Linked DNA regions of Sus scrofa: region 2 is linked to region 1. The links are chromatin contacts, called in public promoter capture Hi-C maps. All regions are on one chromosome and are shown on one strand. Each heading gives the region's core, a stretch centred on a gene start, on an enhancer-like site or on the middle of the called end of the contact. The rest is flanking DNA. Distances are from core to core; before and after follow the strand shown.

Region 1 (3,608 bases), core at 405-2,904:
CACAGCTCACGGCAATGTCGGATCCTTAACCCACTGAGCAAGGCCAGGGATCGAACCGGCAACCTTATGGTTCCTAATTGGATTCCTTAACCACTGCACCATGACGGGAACGCCCAGAAGTCATTTTAGAAAGCTAGTCCAACCAGAAATCAAGCCAAACAATAGTTCCCATTGCGGCTCAGTGGTAATGAACCCAACAAGTATTCAAGAGGTTACAGGTTCTATCCCTGGCTCCACTCAGTGGTTTAAGGATATGCATTACCACAAGCTGTAGTTTAGGTCACACACAGCTCAGATCTGGCGTTGCTGTGGCTGTGGCATAGGCTAGCAGCTGCAGCTCCAAATTAGACCCCTAGCCTGGGAACTTCGATATGCTGCAGATTTGGCCCTAAAAAGAAAAAGAAAGAAAGAGAAAGAAAGAAAGAAAGAAACCAAACATGTAAACTGAAAGCTTGTAGATGCAAAGCTACAGATCAGATTATTGTAAAGGAAGACTGAGGCCAAGCCCCTGCCCCTTATTTTAGGGATTTGTGCACAGGGCACGCAGGGGAGGGTGTACGCCAGGGAAGAGAATACTTAGTCCATGGGGCTATAACTTAACATATGAAGTTTTCATCTCATGAAACTGAGGTAAAGCAGAACTCAAAAAAACAAAACTGTGTGCTGGGGGTCAGGGGGGCGGGAGTGAACAGGACAGGAAATAGAGCCACCCACTACTGATCCCCAGCCCTAGCTCTGAGCATTCTGATCCCTGAGTAGTAGCCACAGGCCATCAGAAGAGACATCTGACATCTGCCACAGATCAGAGGAGATGGAAAGCCACTACACTCAAAGGCTCTAAGTCACCATCTCTCTTCCAAAGGGAAACCGGATATGCGGGACATGTGGGGTGAGAAGGGATTCGAAAGCCACCAGAAGGCAAAGGAAACCGAGAAAAATGTCGACAAATCTCATATGGACAAAGATGCCGTTCTCAGGGTATTTGCAGTCTCAAGTACTGGACGTCAATCATCAGAGAGAGCAGCTTTTATTCATGCGCAGACTTCCCTGCCAGACTAACACGCTCCACTTGACAAGATCCGACCGCAAGATGCAAGCTGCAGTTACAAAAACCAGGAAAAGGTTTTACTTCACATAAAGGCTGGCCTGGTCAAAGGGTGATGGACTGGAAGTAAAATAACTTGGATACCGATTTGGTCTCTACCTTGAACTATCTTAGAGACACTGCACAAGTCAAATCCTATCTCTGGAGCTGAGCTTCCAAATCTGTGAAATGGGTGAGTTGGGTTGGCTGACCTCCTTCAACTCTGCACCGTAAGACTGTCGGAAGGTGCGCTCCGCCCGGTTTGAAGGCAAGGCCGTACAGAGCAGGAACTCGGGCTCACAAGGCCGGAATAGGGCCCGACCCTAGCAAAAGGGACAGGACTGAGCAGCAAAGGCCGTGGCTTCGCTCTTACCTGCCTCCCCAATCAGTCAAATCGAATCCTGCAGCCTCCGCTGCAGCTCACTGCTACCCCCTCCAGCTCCGCGCCACAGCCCGGCCCGGCTCAACCCAACCAACCATGTCCAGCAGCCCACAGCTCCAGCCTGCAGACCCGGACCCGCCGCCTGCCCATTCTCTTCCACAGGCGCAAGCGCAAGCGCAGGAGTTCCGGAACTCCGCCCCCAAGCCCGTCCCGGGGCAACCTGGGAAATGGAGTTTACCCCTCCCCTCAAGAGTGAGTCTGGCGAGCACGTGACAGAAGTCACCAATTGGCGCGTTTCTTACTGCGGGAGTGCACACCTGATGTTGGCCAATGAGCAGTCGACCTCATTTTCCTTCGGACTTCGGACAGAGGCAGTCATGGCACCACCTGTGAGGTATTGCATCCCCGGTAAGTCGGCGGTTCCCAGAGGGAATCCTGGGCAGAGGCAAAGGCAGGAAGGCCGGACGACCAACAGCTTCTGCGGTCCTGTGGCTGATGCAGCGGTTTTTTGGGTTTTTTTTTTTTGCGCAGGCGAACGTCTGTGTAATTTGGAGGAGGGGAGCCCCGGCAGCGGCACCTACACCCGGCACGGCTACATCTTTTCGTCGCTTGCTGGCTGCCTGACGAAGAGCAGCGAGAACGGCGCGGTAAAGGGGCTGGTTTCCTCTCTCCTCGGTTTCTGCCTTTCTCATGCTGCTTTTGATGTCACGATCCTTAGGCAAGGGCCCTGCGGGCGCGATTCGGGATCCTCGTTCAGTAGAAGGAGTTGGTCTCAGAGTCCCCAGTGAGCCACAGAGTCTTTGTACACACGCCGTCTGTCTGGAACGCGCTACTCTCTTCCTTATCCTGTGTTTGTTTATTTTGACGGGGCCGCACCTGGGGCATGTGGAGATTCCTGGGCCAGGGATGGAATCCCCGCCACAGCAGTGACCCCAGCCACTGCAGTGACAAAGTGAGATCCTTAATCCACTCACCCACAAGAAAACTCCTCCCTTAGCCTATTTAATTCCTACCTAACTTTCAGATAGCCCCACTGGTACCACTTTCTCATATAAGCCCTCCTAAACACCACTAATAAAAAGAATTTTGGAAGTTCTCTTGTGGTTCAGTGGCTTAGGATGCTGCTGTGGCTTGGGTGGGTCTGATCTCTGGAATTAACTCATTCTGCAGGAACTCATCTGAAATGATTGGATTATGCCTTCGAGCAGCATTCTGTGGCCCCTTGGCTCTCCTATGTTCTAAAATTTCTTTTTTTAAGTCTTTTTTTATTAAAGTATAGTCAACTGTCAGTATTCGTCAATTTTTGCTGTGCTGCAGTGACCTAGTCATACATACATATACATTTTTTTTCTCATATTTTCTTCTATCATGTTCTATCACAAGTGATTGTGTATAGTTCCCTGTGCTATACAGCAGGACCTCATTGCTTATCCATTCTAAATGTAATAGTTTGCATCTACTAACCCCCAGCTACCAGTCCATCCCACTCCCTCCCTGTCCTAAAATTTCTAAGGCTTTCTGCTCTGGGCTACAAAAGAATCTAGTCCTCCTGTCCTTGTGTCAACTGTGGCCCGAGGCATATGCATATTACTGTCAAGCCACAAATACCTTTACTGAAGGCTTAGGCAGGATACTCATGTTTTATTGTTCTCGCTGTAGCTTCCTGTCATATCTGTGATGAGAGAAACGGATTCCCAATTATTGCCAGATGTGGGAGCTATTGTGACCTGTAAGGTAAGTTCATCCTAAACTCCCTGCTTAAGGTACCATCCAATGCTGAAATCATGATCATTGTAAAATAGCACTGTCCAGTATGGTAACCAGTAGCCATATGTGGCCGTTTAAATAAATTAAAATCTGTCATCACAGAAGGTTTTCCCGGCTTGTGCTAGTCTAGAGATTTCTAGGATAATGATCAATGCGGTCCAGTTCAAGCTTGCATGGTTCTTTTACAGAGCTGGTTCCCTGAGTATGTAGATTTACTTTTGACTGGGAAACAGAGGCACCAAAGGGTGATAAGGAAGCTTTTTTTTTTTTCATGTTCTTTTCTATTATGATTTAGCACAAAATATTAAATATAGTTTCCTGTGCTGTACAGTAGGACCTTCTTGTTTATTCCTTCTGTATATTATAGTTGGCATC
Region 2 (3,598 bases), core at 413-2,912, 37 kb after region 1:
CCACTGAGTGAGGCCAGGGATCGAACCCGAAACCTCATGATTACTAATCGGATTCGTTTCTGCTGTGCCACCTGGGAACTCCTATGAGCCCAATTCTTGCCTCTCCTCATATCTAGAAAAACACTAAGATCCTTCATGATGACGAGATCAGCAGCAAAATGTCTGTAAATGCATGCTTGGCTGTGTCCACTTCCCCTTCCCCTTTATCACTTATACCTTGATATTTCCCCTTTCCTCTTTGGAGCACCAGAGCTGTCTGAAATACTGCCTCCTGGGCTATAGTGAAGTGGACAAAACAAAAGATGTCAAGGTCACCTCTGAGTGCAGCCACTCCCAAGGGTGAGCTGGTGAGCCCTGAGAGCACTCAGGAAAGAAACAAAGAAGACTGGCCCATAGCGGAGGTGCCTATCAAAGGAGTGATTTCAGTAAGCCCAGACCTTTACATCTTCCCAGAGAAACTGATTTTCTGTAAATATTTTCTGTAAATCTTTTGTTCCTACTACCTTCCCTTTGTTGCAAAAACTTGTATATATATCCCAGGTCCCCTCTCACCTCCTGGGAGCAGTTTTCTCAAGGCTACCTGAGATGCTGTCTGCCAGGCTTAAGTCCTAATTTTGCCCCAAATAAAACTTCAGGTTGTGCAATTTTTTCATCTTTATTTTTATTTTTTATTTTTTTCATTGTCAGCTGCCCCATGGCATATGGAGCTCCCGAGCCAGGGATCAGATCCGAGCCACAGTCTTGACCTAAGCCAAAGCTATGGCAATGCTGGATCCTTAACCCACTATGCTGGGCTGGGTATGGAACACTGGACCCATTGCTCCCAAGATGTCACAATCCCATTGTGCCACAGCGGGGATCCTGTGCAATTTTTTAAAGTTGACAGATATTTAGAACCTAATCAGCCAAAAGCTCCAGGATCAAATGTCTGACAAAATTAGATTTATTGATTTGAAATGAGGGAGGGAATTCCAGAGGAATCTTGAAATTCTGCCCTGCAAGAGAAGGGAGGGAAGGTCTTTTGTAAAGTTTGGCTCTAGATAAAGGATTTGTGGGAGGGAATCAGGAGAGTGGGAATCAGTTCTGGATTGGTTTCTGGTTTTGAAGTGGAATTAGAAGAGATTAATTTAGGGGGATTTGAGTGCTATCATAAGGCCAGGGGTGGTTTAGCAAGTGGATATCTCCATTATTAAATGAAAATAGCTAAGCTATTTTTTTCTTTTCTTTTTGGCCCCAACTGTGGCATGCAGCCACAGCAGCGGCAACCCCAGTTCCTTAACCCGCTGAGCCGCGAGGGAACTCCAGTTTGGAGCATCACTGGTTGCTTTTTCTTTTTTTTGGCCACGTCTTCCAGGCCAGGGATTGAACCCAAGCCACAGCAGCGACCTGAGCCACAGCAGTGACAATTGCAGGATCCTTAACCGCGAGGCCAGCAGGGACCTCCGATGTTTCTTTAACCTGCAAAGGAATTCCAGTTTTAGGACACTCCTCTGTAGCCAAGAACCGAAGCCTTGGACTAAGAGCCCTAGAGACTCGGCAGCACCAAAACTTCCTCCCTAGAAGCAGATCTCTCAGGAGCCCCTCCCTATCAGAACCTGGACGCTAGGTGAAACCGGATGTTGATGCTCTTGCCATGGTGACGGACGCGAATGCGGAAGTTACGCCAGAGGAAGAGGAAGTGAAGTGGGCTGCGGACCCACGTGGGTCCTGCGCGTGTTTCTAGGTCCCTGGAACTTAGTCCTTTAAAGTCACTCTCGGCTTAGTCGACATGGGTCGCTCGGGGAAGTTGCGCTCCGGCGTCTCGGCCAAGTTGAAGCGCTGGAAGAAAGGCCATAGCAGCGAAAGCAACCCTGCCATCTGCCGTCACCGCCAGGCCGCCCGCAGCCGCTTCTTCAGTCCGCCCTCAGGTAGCAGGGTGACAACCCAAGGCATTGCGGGCGGAGGGGTTCTGGGCGGGGCTGGATCCTGATGGATCTGAGCCTTCTGGAGGCTTTGGGGAGCAACCATCGGCCTTTCCTCTCTTAAAATGTTCAATCTGGAGCCTGCTGTAAAGGTCCACCTTCCCCATTTAACAGATGCAGAAACTGAGTCCACAGGAGGGAAATGACTTGGCTAGGGTACCAGGAGTATCATAGTCAGTACTCTCGGCTGGAATTAACCTTAGTGACTCTTTGCGAGTCGCTTTCATCTTAATCTCTCAACCAAGCCCCTCGCCGCAGCCCCTAGCTGACTCCTACCGGCGAAACTTTTACCTGGAGGGTTCCCTTTCTGAGTTAAGTTCTAGGTGTACAATGGGATAATGAGGCAGACCGCGTTCGGAATTTAGCCTCTCGGGTTGGGGGCCTGGACTCCACAGGTTTGTTTCCTAGGGTTCTTGTTCTCTTGGCCAAAAGGCGGCTTGGGTTAAAATAAGGGCCTTACCCTATGCCCCCGGTTCTCAGGAAAGAGCAACCTGACAGTTGATGCAGTGAAGTTGCATAATGAGATGCAGTCAGGGTCTCTGCGCCTGGGCAAAAGTGAAGCCCCTGAGACAGTCATGGAAGAAGAAGAGGTGGCCCCGGCTCTCACAGAGAAATCTTCAGGCACCTTCCTGAGTGGCCTCTCCGACTGCACAAATGTCACCTTCAGCAAAGTGCAGCGCTTCTGGGAGTCTAACTCGGCTGCCCACAAGGAGGTAAGGGGGAGGGTCAGGGCAGCAGGAGGCTAGTGAGGGGGGCCAGTTGGACTGTTGATTGGTGACAGCAGCTGGAATCTATGGATATTGTGTCCTGCCCTTTTTGTCCTCTACTCATTTCTTCTTCTGGGGCAGTTTCCACTACTTTTTTTTTTTTTTTTTCCCACCCGTCTTTTATCTTTTTAGGGCCGCACCAGTGGCATATGGAGGTTCCCAGGCTAGGGGTCCAACCAGGGCTGTAGCCGCCGGCCTACGCCACAGCCACAGCCACAGCCACAGCAATGCCAGATCCAAGCTGCCTCTGTGATCTACACCACAGCTCACAGCAGTGCTGGATCCATAACCCACTGAGCAGGACCAGGGATCGAACCCGAGTCCTCATGGATGCTAGTCGGGTTTGTTAACCATTGAGCCATGACAGGAACTCCCAGTTTCCACTACTTCTTTTTTTTTTTGTCTTTTTGCCATTTCTTGGGCCGCTCCTGCGGCATATGGAGGTTCCCAGGCTAGGGGTGGAATCGGAGCTGTAGCCACCGGCCTACGCCAGAGCCATAGCAACTCGGGATCCAAGCCGCGTCTGCACCCTACACCACAGCTCACGGCAACGCCTGATCGTTAACCCACTGAGCAAGGGCAGGGACCGAACCCGCAACCTCATGGTTCCTAGTCAGATTCGTTAACCACTGCGCCATGACAGGAACTCCTCCACTACTTCTAACAGCATCTCCTCAGCTCATGAGTAAAGTCCCTCAGGGTATTTTCCAGATATTTTTCTTTTCTTTCCTTTTTATGGCCACACCCCTGGTGTATGGAAGTTCTCAGGCCAGGGACTGAATCTGAGCCACAGCTGTGACAACAACCTGAGCCGCAGCTGTGGCAATGCTGGATCCTTTAACCCCCTGCACCAGGCCAGGGATCAGACCT

What was found. Promoter capture Hi-C pulls out the DNA fragments that hold promoters and counts their contacts.
Region 2: a promoter capture Hi-C map of liver shows a contact between it and region 1, with 3 times the contacts expected there. The contact joins the promoter of RRP12 here to the promoter of ZDHHC16 in region 1. A contact is called at or near these places in 1 of 5 promoter capture datasets (liver), 15 of 47 Hi-C or Micro-C datasets (alveolar macrophages, blood, brain and 7 more) and 2 of 2 datasets of contacts at active chromatin or transcription factors (alveolar macrophages and skeletal muscle).

The regions. Positions count from the first base shown.
Region 1 is chr14:108,840,996-108,844,603 of Sscrofa11.1, reverse strand. ZDHHC16 (probable palmitoyltransferase ZDHHC16) reads right to left here and starts at 1,654. Exons shown (of 10, transcript XM_001928815.5): 1 at 1,458-1,654. EXOSC1 (exosome complex component CSL4) reads left to right here and starts at 1,777. Exons shown (of 8, transcript XM_001928803.6): 1 at 1,777-1,874; 2 at 1,998-2,113; 3 at 3,126-3,200. The coding sequence starts at 1,787.
Region 2 is chr14:108,803,577-108,807,174 of Sscrofa11.1, reverse strand. It overlaps RRP12 (RRP12-like protein), which reads left to right and starts at 1,662. Exons shown (of 34, transcript XM_021072760.1): 1 at 1,662-1,907; 2 at 2,442-2,674. The coding sequence starts at 1,769.